Linked DNA regions of Hordeum vulgare: region 1 is linked to region 2. The links are chromatin contacts, called in public Hi-C maps. All regions are on one chromosome and are shown on one strand. Each heading gives the region's core, a stretch centred on a gene start, on an enhancer-like site or on the middle of the called end of the contact. The rest is flanking DNA. Distances are from core to core; before and after follow the strand shown. Region 1 holds the start of LOC123401420 (cryptochrome-1-like). Region 2 holds the start of LOC123402367 (protein EARLY FLOWERING 5-like).

Evidence for each region. Hi-C and Micro-C count contacts between places; a contact is called where the count stands out from the background.
Region 1: a Hi-C map of seedling shows a contact between it and region 2, with 2.6 times the contacts expected there. The contact joins the promoter of LOC123401420 here to the promoter of LOC123402367 in region 2. A contact is called at or near these places in 2 of 6 Hi-C or Micro-C datasets (leaf and seedling) and 1 of 1 datasets of contacts at active chromatin or transcription factors (embryo).

Annotation. Positions count from the first base shown.
Region 1 is chr6H:298,266,667-298,273,362 of MorexV3_pseudomolecules_assembly, forward strand. It overlaps LOC123401420 (cryptochrome-1-like), which reads left to right and starts at 2,751. Exons shown (of 5, transcript XM_045095218.1): 1 at 2,751-3,585; 2 at 4,193-4,408; 3 at 4,502-5,208; 4 at 5,357-6,179; 5 at 6,268-6,696. The coding sequence starts at 3,234. The coding sequence ends at 6,166.
Region 2 is chr6H:297,739,333-297,746,414 of MorexV3_pseudomolecules_assembly, forward strand. It overlaps LOC123402367 (protein EARLY FLOWERING 5-like), which reads left to right and starts at 5,265. Exons shown (of 1, transcript XM_045096287.1): 1 at 5,265-6,444. The coding sequence starts at 5,581. The coding sequence ends at 6,081.

The DNA of each region.
Region 1 (6,696 bases), core at 1,501-4,000, 520 kb after region 2:
GACTTCTTAGGAGTTTTTTCAATTATTTATTTTTACATATAGCCACTCAAATTTATTTATTTGAAATCTTCAACAAAAACTCAATTCTTTTTTCGACATCACAACAAATAGTAGCATTTGTAACACTTTTCATATTGGTTACATGTGATTTTTTTTGTTTTGGACCATTGTAGTTTTGAAAAGAACATAGACACGTACGTGAGAGAGAATTATGTGTGCATAAACTCGGTAGCAATTTTGAACTTTCCCTCGTCGAGCACTTGAACTTCTAGCAACATTTTGTTTTTTTATACATGAACTTCATTGTCAATTTGCATTTTTATTCCCGCACATGAATTTCATACATGATTTTTTATCGTGTTAAATATTTTTAACTTTTTTCATTTCTTATACTTGAACTTCTTTCTTTTATACACAAATAGAAAATAAAACCAACCATTAAATATGAAATCAAAGCATGTTTTTGAACTTCAAGTTTTTTATCGTGTTCTACTCTGATACTTCACAACTTTGAAATCAAAGACGAGTTTCTGGAGCAACTTACATCATGGAAAATCCACTAGATCCTAGATCCCACATCTTCTTTCGTATCATCTATGAACTTCAGATTAGTGGCAATCAAGCCATTTCTATAAAAACGATGGAGAACACTTATTTTCGATAACCGATGATGTCCAAAGAGTGTCGGTGTTTCAAAAAATATACTTGAACATATTTTTGACCTTCTAGAGCAATTTCTATTGTCCTTTAGTCTTTTTTTCATTCCAAGAAGTGAGCAAACTGGACAACAACATATAATGCTCATTTTTTTAGAGCTGAACTGAAGAATCTGGAGAAGCCGACCTGTAATGACGGCCAATTGTTTTAGAGCCTTGTTACCCACTAAAGCCATCACTAGATGTGGGTTCCCTGCTCGGAGATGTACCAAAAAAGCTACGCACTGGCATACATTTCGAGTTCCACAGAAGAGAGACACAGTGTTCTTGAAATCAAACGGAAGCAATGCGATGAGATGGAAGTTCAGAAACTTCTACTTTGTCTCTAGAGCTCGTCGACCCACCTCCTTGCTCGGATTTAGGGGGCGCTGCGGTTGTGAACCTCTAGGGGTCCCGTAATTGAACGACCGGAGCTCGCGACGACGAACGTCTTTGGTGTTGTGGCAGTAGAGCCCCACCGGAGGAGGCTGATGGTGACGGAGCCCCACCGGGAGGAGGCGAAAGGCGCGAGCAGGCAGGAGAGTAAGAACGTGACGGGCGGCGCGGACAGTCACCGGGAGTACGTACGCTGCAACAGGCTCCCCGCCCCGAGCTTCGGTGGCCGGTAGCGTCATAACATCCAAAAGTTGCATCGATGGAGGAGCACACACACACACATGTTTGGGACATACTCAACAGAATCGATCGATAAGAATTTTGTTTGCACAAAGATGAAATAAATTGTGAAATCGCTAATTTAGAAGCATTCTTTGCAATGGCCACTCCCACTTCCTAGGGTTATGTATGCCCCACTTGTCGCAATCTAAGAGTTTTCATTTTTTCATAAATTTGTTTATTTAAAACATCTTATCTCTTAAATCAGGCACCCAAATCTTAAACTATTTTCATCGTTAAATTCCTCGTGTCGAGATCTTTAAAACTAGATCTCACGTTGATACGTTTTGACAAAGTTTATTTTCATGAAAATACCGGACGAAAAACCCAAAGCGTAAGTAAACCTATGCCTCTATGAGAAGTAAAATTATGCTTCTCATGGAAGAAAAACGCTTTTTTCCAAGAGGCACGGTTCGTACTACTCGCGGAAGCCTTTTTTTTGTTTTCGAGAGGCACGTCATCCCTCTCGGGAAAGCAAATCAATGCCCTTCACAGAAGCAAAACCGTGCCTCTAATGAAAGAAAAAAGGACGTATGATTTTTCTCTTATCCAAGAGACACGGCTGTCTCTCATGAAAGCAAATCCGTATCTCTTATGACAGAAAAAATTGTGTTTTTTCTTTTTCCAAAAGCACGGTCATGCCTCTCACTCGTGAAAGGGGAGAAGAAAAGAAAACGCGTATGTGTGCACAAATTTTGTGTTTTCTGTATTTTGTTTGTCCAAAAACTAAAAAAGGCAATGAAACCAAAAAATCATTTAAGAGTCATAAACACGTGCGAAAATAATAATTCGAAAAACATCTAGAGCGTGACACTTGGCGGTGATTGAGAGCGCGCCACAAGTTACTCTTCGGACGGTTCCGAAAGAATGCTTCTTAGAGCATCTCCAACCGCGTCCCGGGTACGCCCTCCCAACCCCTTTTTTAGCGCCGACGACGAAAAATCGACCAAGCCGCGCTCCCAGGATGTCGTTTGCGTCGGATTTGGCCAACACTAGCACCGACGATCCCAGGCCAAACCAAGCCCCCCTCCCTCCCTCCTTAGGGAGGCGTTTGGGGGACGCTACTTTTGCATGCACAAACTCCAGCGGTCAGCCTCTCTCCTCTCTCCTCTCTCTCTCCTTCCTTTTTTCTGCTAGGTCCACCATGCACATGCAAAAAAAGGAATCTATCCTCTCTCTCTTTCTCTTCTCATGTGACCGGCTGGGGTACGGACGAGTGAAATTTTTTGCAAAATTTTCGCCGACAGCCCCTAACAACAACAAAAAATGCCTCGTGAGGAGTCAAACGGGTGAAGATGTTTTTATTTAGTTGCTTCCAATAAATTGAGACGAATATTATGGTGGGATAGGAGAAAGGGCAAGGGAGGAGAGATAGAGGAGAGAGCGGAGGGGATAAACGGACAAAAGAGAAAAGCTGGGAACAAATCCAAGCCAACCAACCAATCCCAATATCCATAGACCACACTCTCCGTTGGACCACAGCTCCCCTTCCCCAACCAAAACTAAGAACCCCCTGCAACTCTGCAAGAACACCACCATCCCACCTCCCAGCAAAAAATACTCCAGAAATCTTTTTTGTACGAAAAAGAAGGGGAAATATTGGTCAGATTTACTCCACATCATTTCCCATGCACCGGCACTGAGGAAACCGTTCCGGCCCAGTTCATTCCACGGTTCCAGGAAATCCTCGCCGATCCAGGCAAATCTTGTTGAGCTACCCACACCGGAGCGCCAACAAAGTTTGCTTCATGACAGCTCCCTGAGCTGCTGCTGCTCGTTATCCAAGAGAGGCAAGGCAACGAGCTTTTTCCTTGGGTAATTAGCTAGCTGCTCGTCGTTGCAGAAAGGCCTTAGTGCCGAGTCATGTCAGCGTCGCTGTCGATGAGCGGCGGAGCCGGGGAGGCTGCGACGCGGACGGTTGTGTGGTTCAGGCGGGACCTGCGCGTGGAGGACAACCCGGCCCTAGCGGCAGCGGCGCGAACAGCCGGGGAGGTGGTGCCAGCGTACGTGTGGGCGCCGGAGGAGGACGGGCCCTACTACCCTGGGCGGGTGTCCCGGTGGTGGCTCAGCCAGAGCCTCAAGCACCTGGACGCCTCGCTGCGCCGGCTCGGCGCCAGCCGGCTGGTCACCCGGCGGTCGACCGACACCGTCGCCGCGCTGCTCGAGCTCGTCCGCAGCACCGGCGCCACCCATCTCTTCTTCAACCACCTCTACGGTCCGATTCCTCCTGCATCTCCTACTTGGTTTTTAATTTACTTTATATTTTCCTCCGTTTTGTATATTTTATTATATGTATATATAGTTTGCTCCGCTCTGGCTCAACTAGATCCACGATCCAATAGAAATTTGAGGGGGGAATCTTCCCATCAATCAACAGTACCCTCCCATGTGCGTGATGTGTGTATACCAATACCAATCATATTCATGGATATTTCATAGCTTAACTTGTAGTACTCCACACGTCAAACAACTCCAAGTTTAGCATCAAACAATCCCTGAACCCTCAGCCTTTAATTCCCAAAAGTTCTGGTATCCACCAACCTACTCCCCTCTTTACCATAATATTTATTGTTGAAAAAAACGAGTACTATGTTCTCCTAAAAAACAACAAGTATGTAAGAACAGAAGAGTATTTATTACTTCTAGTCCGGTTTAAAACTTACTAGTACTACTTCTTTTAAGAAACAGAAACAAAATTGTGAGTAGCACCTTTTATCTTTCTGATTCATAAAATAACAAGCACCTTATCGTGTGAGCTGACACAAACAAATGGCCATGTGTTGCTCACCAATCGCTGTCTGCTCTGCCTGCCCGCGCTGTAGACCCGCTGTCGCTGGTCCGGGACCACCGGGTGAAGCAAGTGCTGGCGGCCGAGGGCATCTCCGTGCAGTCCTTCAACTCCGACCTGCTCTACGAGCCATGGGAGGTCCTCGACGACCACGGCTCCCCCTTCACCATGTTCACGTCCTTCTGGAACAAGTGCCTCTGTATGGTCGACCCCCCCGCGCCCATGCTGCCACCCAAGAGGATCAATTCAGGTCTCTGCCTGCAAGTGCAACGCCACCATTTCTTTTTCTTCTTTTTTTTGACGAAAGAACAATAACTACTGACAACATGGAAAAATTCCACAGGTGACTTGACGAGGTGCTCATCAGACGACCTGATTTTCGAAGACGACTCGGAGAGGGGGAGCAACGCGCTGCTCGCACGGGCGTGGTCGCCGGGGTGGCAGAACGCCGACAAGGCTTTCACAGCCTTCATCAACGGCCCGCTCATCGACTACTCCGTCAACCGCAAGAAGGCCGACAGTGCAAACACCTCACTGCTCTCCCCTTACCTGCACTTTGGCGAGCTCAGCGTCCGCAAGGTCTTCCATCAAGTACGGATGAAGCAGCTAACATGGAGCAACGAGAGCAACCGTGACGGCGAGGAAGGCTGCAGCCTCTTCCTCCGCTCCATCGGCCTGCGAGAGTACTCCAGGTACCTCGCCTTCAACCACCCGTGCAGCCACGAGAAGCCCCTCCTGGCTCATCTCAGGTTCTTCCCCTGGGTGGTCAATGAGGTCTACTTCAAGGTCTGGAGGCAGGGTAGGACCGGCTATCCTCTTGTCGACGCCGGCATGAGGGAGCTTTGGGCCACCGGCTGGCTGCATGACAGGATACGTGTCGTCGTCTCAAGCTTCTTCGTCAAGGTTCTCCAGCTGCCATGGCGCTGGGGGATGAAGTACTTCTGGGACACCTTGCTGGACGCCGACCTTGAGAGCGACGCCTTGGGCTGGCAGTACATCTCCGGGTCTCTACCTGATGGCCGTGAGCTCGACCGCATTGACAATCCACAGGTACATCTTGGTCATTTTTATTTTTTCCGCCAAAGGGTGAATTTTATTAGCTCAATATAAAGCAGGTACATCTTGGTCATATATGAAGAAGATAATCAAAATAGCTAGCACTCTCGATTGATTTGATTCTTTGTATTGCATTTCTCAGTTTGAAGGATACAAGTTCGACCCATACGGGGAGTACGTGCGTCGATGGCTACCGGAGCTGGCAAGGCTACCAACGGAATGGATACACCACCCCTGGGATGCACCCGAGTCTGTGCTGCAGGCTGCAGGAATTGAGCTAGGTTCCAATTACCCTCTCCCCATTGTTGAGCTAGATGAAGCCAAGTCCAGGTTACAGGACGCCCTGTCAGAGATGTGGGAGCTTGAGGCGGCCTCTCGTGCTGAGATAGAGAATGGAATGGAGGAAGGCCTGGGAGACTCCTCGGATGAGCCACCCATTGCCTTCCCCCAAGAGCTGCAGCACATGGAAGTGGACCGTGCCACTAGCCACACACCGGCGACCGCTGGTCCTGCCCGGAGACGAGCAGATCAGATGGTGCCTAGCATCACCTCTTCCTTGGTCAGAGCTGAAACAGAAACAGAACTTTCCGCAGTTTTTGAAAGCGAAGTGAGTAGGCCGGAGGTGCCATCGCAGGTGCATTTCCAGGCTCAGCCTCGGATGGAAAGCAGGGAACAAGTTGCCAGCGACGGCACTGCTGCCAGATACAACCAGCAGTATACCCTACACCGTGTGCAGGGCGGCGGCATAGCACCATCCACGTCAGAGGCATCAAGCAGCTGGACTGGGAGAGAAGGTGGGGTAGTACCCGTCTGGTCACCTCCGGCTGCGTCGGGCCATTCAGATCCTTATGCTGCGGATGAAACTGACATTTCCAGTAGGAGTTATCTGGACAGGAACCCGCAGTCACATAATAGGTTGATGAACTGGAACCAGCTTTCCCAGTCATCGTGAACTCAGATGCATGGTAAACCCAACTAGAATTTGTTTCTCAACTACTCTATGTGCGTTCTATATGCTTACTACTGACCCTCCATTTTTATTTATTTTTGAAGCTGGATGAACAACAGCAGGTTGCCAAGTGGAAAACTTTTGTCCGTATGCGATAACGAATTTAATTGTGTAGGGCGTTGGACAGTGACATATGTACATTATCGCCTTATGTTCACATATAGCCTTGCTATGCAGGAATCAAGTGATGCAGCTTCATGGGTGCAATAAGTTGTGTAAAACTAGACTTGTAGAACTTCTGTGGTGTAGTAGATTGCTAGTTGTCAAAAGGATATGCACCATTTATCAGATTATAAGGGGTATGTCTGTAATGGTACATTACCTTTGGTTCTTGCCATCTTTGCCGACCAAGATGTCACCACATAGCTTGACTTGGAGACAAACCTTTGGCAGAGTGTACAAATAAAAATTGTAAGATTAGGAAAACCACAGGTTGTGGTGCCTTGTATTGATCATTATATAGAGGTTACAAG
Region 2 (7,082 bases), core at 4,015-6,514:
AACACGCGATGCTTGCTTTAGACCCTTTTCTAACCCAAAAACTCGCACTAAGTAGAGATACTACTTGCGCATGCGTAACCCTGAAACCCATTGTTTTGCCATGGGAGTCTACCATACATACCTATGGATTGAATATGATCCTTCAAGTAAGTTTTCATTGGTGCATCAAGCAATAAAAACTGCCCTCAAATATGTACAATCTTCTCATGGCAAAGAAATAAAACCGACAAAGTGCATAATAATTTTTTTATCAAGATGGGAAATATAAAGAGATGTTCCTTTACATTACGAGTTTTCACATCCCAAAACATGAAAGCACATGAAAACATCTACTTCCCTCTCCGAAGGGCCTTTCTTTTATCTTCACGAGTACACTCATGTGGTTCTGCCAATAAAGTTTAGTCCTCTTCCTAACTATTAACTCTATAGTGGCAAGCATCATGTGTTGAGCCAAGATTCAGACTTATATATGCAAGTGTATGCAGATGATCATGATTTATTATTGTTGACATTATCCTTGAGGTAAATGAGTTGGGAGGCAAATCATTTAAGCCCCTATCTTCCGACGTGTCCTATGGAAACATGAGCTCTAAAAATATGACTTGAGCATGAGCAATCATAGATGATTAAGATATAGCTAAGTATGTGAACTTGACAAAAAAGAAAGATCTTACATAGACCCTCCTCTGAAATATGATAAATTATGATTGTCCCAATGACTGAGAACATAGTTTGTTGATTGTCAATAAAGTTTATGCTTCATACTCCAATAATTGCGAATGGATTGTTACTTGTTTATGAGAAGATATATGATAACATCCTTGTTGTTATGGTATTATTCATTATTCTTTTCTCACCGTATTTTGTTTAATCGACTTCTCCCTCTCAAGTCATGTGGCAATTAGTTATGAGCTTGGCTTTTGATTGAGGACAAGCAAGGTCTAATTTTGGGGGAGCTGAAACGTCTATTTTGCATCGTGATACCTTATTAATTTTTTTGTTATTCTTGTCTATTATCCCCATCCATCAAACAATTCTTACTCCCTTTCTCTCTAAATATCTGGAATATCTCGAAACTGAAATTCTTGATCAGGGAAACCAAGAAAAAGACAGAGAAATCACGAGACTCCAAATGAACTGAAACTTCAAACAGAATTTTAATGGAATATTTAAGAATTATTGGGCCAAAAAATATACCGTAGGGGGGCACCTACTGCCCACAAGCCACCAGGGCGTGCCCACCAACCTGTAGTGCCTCTCACACCCCTCTTCTCCTATATGGTGTGTTTTGACCTAGAAAAATCATAAGCAACCTTTCGGGACGAAGCGCTGTAGTCTCGAGGCGGAAACTTGGGCACATGCCCTTTTTATCTCAAGCAGAGAGATTCTGCAGGGCGGACTCCCCTCCAGGAGGGGGAAATCGAAGCCATCGTCATCACCAATCCTTCATCCTCCGCGGGAGGACCAATCTTCATCAACATATTCACCAACACCATCTCATCTCCAACCCTAGTTCATCTCTTGTATTCAATCTTTGTCTCAAAACCTCAGATTGGTACGTGTGGGTTACTAGTTGTGTTAATTACATCTTGTAGTTGATGCTTGTTGGATTACTTGGTGGAGGATATTATGTTCAGATCCTTACTCATTATTACTATACCTTTGATTTTGAACATGTTGATGAGGTGTGAGTAGTTACTATTGTTCCTTAAGATATGGGAGAAGTCTTATTATAAGTAATTATGTAAAGTTGGTATTTGTTCGATATTTTTATGTTATGTATCTTGTTACTTCTCTTAGGAGTGTCATGTGAACGTTGACTACATGACACTACACCATGTTAGACCCAAGTTTATGCGTTGCTTCATGAGGGGCTGATTTGGATACACATGTTTAATGCTATGATTATATTTATCTTAATTCTTCTTCCATAGTTGTGGATGCTTGCGAGAGAGGGTAATCATAACACGGTTATTTGTTCAAGTAATAACAACACCTTAGCACCGGTCCACCCACATATCAAATTATCAAAGTAGAGAACGCGAATCAACTCACCATGCTGAACATGACTACACAGAAATTCCCATGTGTCCTCCGAAGTGCTTGCTTAGTATAAGAGTACTTTCAGGCCTGTCCTTTGCTAAACAAAGAATTGGATACCTTGCTGCACCTTTTCTACTATTGTTACTTATCACTTCTTATGAATTATCTTGCTACAAAACTCTCTATCACTGTTACTTACATCACTTACAGAGAATACCTTGCTGACAACTGCGTGTCATTTCCTTCTGCTCCTCATTTGGTTCGACACTCTTAGTTATCGAAAGGACTAAGATTGATCACCTCTAATTGTAGGTCATCAGGAGCATATTATAATTCTATGAAAAAATAGTAGCACGGAAATTATCATATGATGACCTCAGCATCACCTTCACTTCCTGGAATGTCATGTCATGTACAAAAAGATCATATAAAAGCTCATACATTTGTCCTCGGGAGCGCTTGCTTATTATAATTCTATGCTTGTAGAAGGACCGCCTCATCCGTTTTTATCACAACCTTGGAAAAGCAACGTTGGTTGTGATGGAAAATGACTGAAGAATGAGGAAGACCCCATGTCTCTGGATAAATATCAATGACACTATAATAAATTAAGAGGTACTCACACATAAATGCATTATTGACATCATTAGTTCTACACGGGCAACTTCCAACAGGATAGAAATAAAAAGAACTACATTTCCCAAGAACCTATAAGCATCCACTATTCTTGTGGCTAGAGCAATCTTCAGTACGAAAAATTGCAAAACCAAAGCAATCTATAGGATTTCACATTATTGTTACCAATCTAAATGAACAATTCCTTGAGGTCACGCATCATAGTCATATTCCTTGGAGGAGGTTGGCAGCGTTGTCTGCTTGTTCTTTTTATCTGGTTCCCGATGTAAGAATGCATGCATCCTTGTGAAACTCATGAAAATGGATGTGAGAACTCATAAGCAACGATACTATTCAGATCTAGAAATTAAAAACAACAAAATGGAAGAAAAATCATGATATGCAGATGTTAAGAAGCTTATAAAAATGATTGGTTGCAAATTACAGTTACCTCCAAAAATAATAGAACAACTAAGTATTAAAAATCATGGTAATCTAACAAACTTACTTCAGAGCTAGTTTTTTTGCAAGTTAGTATTGCTTCGTCTTACTCTTTGAGACTTGCTCATAGATAAGTACTGAGAAACCTCACTTTATTTTGATTTGAGCCTTGCCCGTCGGCCATTATTATTTTATTATGATTCAAGCCTTTCTCTTAGATCGTTATTATACTACCTGCAACTAACTCGAATTGTATATGTTTAGCGTTTTATGATCGATGGGTGTACTCGACTTCAAGCCTAATCCAAAAAAGTTGAGTCCTTCATTTTTCCCTGTATGAGCATTGGTGCATATCAATTGTATAAATTGCTCATGTTATTAGGTTCAGCCAGTAGATTAGTAAATTAGTCACATATACACTGTTTGTTGGAACTAATTCCAATAACAATGAATACACATGCACATACCTGGGCGAAAGCAATACAAATGCATACTGGAAGTGTCTCAAGAGCCAAACTATTTTGAAAACTATCATACAAGATATCATAGTTTTCTAAATCTAGACTAAAAGGGGAGGCAAGCACACTTATCTTAACTTGACCGCCTACACAATCAGAGTTACTACCGGACATTGATATTGTTCGATGCTTGCCAATCAACAACATGCAATTTTTGGAATTACCACTACCGTATGGGGCTCCACAGTCCAATTATCCTGCCCCGACAACATAGAGGCACCAAAGCAAAATGCGTTGATGTGCATTCAAGCGGGACTCCTCATTTGGAACCTAGGAGTAGTTTGACATGTTTGTGCAGATTTTTAGGTTGCCTCTTTCAAAGCTTGAAGAATGTTTTTTGGTTAGTTACACCATACTTAGACATTGAAAAATGCATGAGACAAAATCTACCTTGTTAGGTGCATCCTTTTATGTTTTTTAGAAACTAAGCACATGAGTGTACACAATGATAATAAGAAACATAGTGATAGTTGACACATTGATGCATTTAAATTAAAAACATCTTTTAACTTGGAGCTACTTGATATTGGTTGATTGTTTGTACGAGCGATGCAACAAGAAAAAAACTCCCGACGGTCTTCTACTAAAAGAACATACCCATATACTTCAGTCATCAAAGAACAATCCTAAACGCCATGAGCAATCAAAGTCTCTTCTCAAATAATAGTCGGTGGGATTCACAACAATCAGGAGGAATCCTATTGAAAAATACACCAAGTTGATTTTTCAAACTAATTGTGTACCTTGTAGATGGCCATGAAGTTGTGGCCACTCTAGTAGTCGTTGACCGGCATGTACCCCATCCGTGTTCAACAACATCAGGAGAGGTGCATAAAATTTCTGATTCTTTAGCTAATATAATAAGAAATGCAAGAAATTTGTAGTGGACACATCAAGGACTTTACAATTTCGATATCGACTCACTGGACACTTAATCCTCCTCCTCGTGTGTAGATGACACACACCAGGTCACCACGAGGAGATGAGCGCGTCGGCAATGAGCACCGCCTAGTCAGCATGGTCGATGGCAAGATGTAAGGCTGCTCCACTCACCACATGCACCTTGTAGACATGATAAACCCATCTATTGCTATCGGCGTCACTAATATAATTTCTGACTAAACAAACATGTAAAAAATTGTGCAAATTTGTACAACTAACAAAAAAGACTAACTCATCTGTCACCACCAATCAATGCCTTGTGTTACAGGCTATTCATCGTACTGGTTGATGCTCTTCTAGTGTTGTGCCACGACTATCCCCATGGTCCGTACATACACGCGTGCTATGTAGCTGGATTTAGATTGATCAAGGCAGGATCAATTAGACTCGCTTGAGCTAGTTTTCTTATTATATGTGTGTAGTTACTCTTGGACTACAGCTAATCTGTGGTAGAAAATCTGGCCAACTTTTTATAACTGTTATTGGAGGGATGATACTATATCATGAGGGATTGTAATTGGTTTGCTCGATTCTCATATTAGAATTATATTAGTACAACACTGCACCTAAAACCGAGTGAGATTTTTTCACACCTGGACACACCTAGCAGGTGTGACCTGGCATGCGAGTTGGCAACAGTTAGGTGGTGTGTGTTCAGGTTATATATTCGCCACTTGTGGCATGGACGAGCGTGTTGTAGTTGAACTATCTCAACCTACCTAGGATTCCTCTACTTTCCCACCCACCTTTCTCTCCACATCCCCATCTCATTTATTTTCTCTAGTCCTCATCCCCCTTTTGATATGATCTCATCGCTCAGGTGTTACAATTGTTATTCAGAACCTCGTCTCGGTGCGCCCCAAAAGTTTCTCCCCTAGTGAGAAGATCAGTAACATCCACCGTGTCGGTGTGAGCCACTCCGGTCGGCTTGCCCAAAATCTGTCGCGGGGTTTGATCTCTCCCAGAATCCGGCGACGGAGCCTAGAAAGCGTCGGCGGCGACGCGAGCAATCCTGACAGCCATGGACGAGGCTAACATCAACGTCACCAAGCTGCTGGAGTCGCTCATCACCAAGGTCGACCAGCAGCACGTCCTCCATGACAAGCAGATCGAGATCCAGGCTGCCTTCAACAACTATTTCTCCCACGAGCTCTGCGGCCTAACCAAGCAAATCGATCTGGCGCAAGGGGGTGTTGACGTGATGCGCACGTTTGCAAAGTTGTCCATGGTCTCCGCCGGCTCGGACACCACTCTGGTCCATCAAGCCCCGGAGCCGCCACCACCGCCGCCGCCCCCGTCTCCGCGCTACCTGCCGCCTCTACCACCGCCACCACTGCCACCGCCACCCCCGTCTCCAGGTTACCTTCCGGATCCAACACGCCCAGCAGGACCGCATGTCCGGTTGCGGGAAAACCGCCGGCCCGTGATCCCGACTCTGGCCACGGTCGCCGCGCCTCTGATGGGGATGGACTCTTCCCCGACCGTGTTCAATACCAACACGGAGCATCACAAACCTCCCTAGCATGATTTCCTGTAATTTCAAGGCTCTGCCCCGTACCTATGGATCGATCGCTACCTCACCTGCTCCGAGCTCTACAGGTTGGCACCTCGTAACTGGGTGGCCACCGCAACGCTCTACATCAACAGCTAGGCCGCGCACTGGCTGCAGGCGTTTCATGAAACACATCACGACAACACTTGGGAGGCGTTCACAGCATCCCTTCTGGAGGAATTGAGTGTCGACGATTTCGAGCTTGTGATGCACAAACTATTGTAGCTTCGTCAAACCGGCAGAATTGCTGACTATCGTGTCATGTTCGATGAACAGATGTACCACTTCCTCGCCCTTGACCCCACAATCAACACGAAGTTCTTCGTCACCCAATTCCTCTTGGGGCTCAAGGATGTACTGCATGCCACGGTGCATCTCCATGGACCCTCCAGCATCACGCGCATCTCGGTGTTGGCTCGCATCCAGGAGGAGGAGTTGGGCACGACGTGGGAGAACCCACGCTTGACCCCGTGAGAAAGGCCTCCCCCGATGGTGCCGATGCAGCTTCCACGAGCCACCACATTGATCCAATAACAAGGGGACGAATACACGCGGGAACGACAATTATGCGATTTCCGGCGCGCCAACAACTTGTGTTTCAAGTCCGACGATTGATACTCGCGGGAACACAAGTGTGCTCAACCCGCCTAGTGGCTCACCATCCGCGTTGGCTACAACACCGAGTTTCTTTGTGATAATGCCATACACGTGATGGAGCTGCTGGATGATCCAGGTCCGGGCACTCTGCCCCCGCCACCTACAATGAACGCCTCGGAGTGCTGCCTTCTCTCATCGCAGGCATTGGATGGCACCGATTCGGCCACCATCATTCGTCTTCGAGCTCCGGTGGGAAATCATGTGATGCTGCTCCTCCTCGACTCGGGAAGTACCCATAGCTTCGTCAACAAATCATTCTTCGAGTGAATTGGAGCCAAGACCGAGGACATCGCGTCGGTGGACGTTCAGGGGGC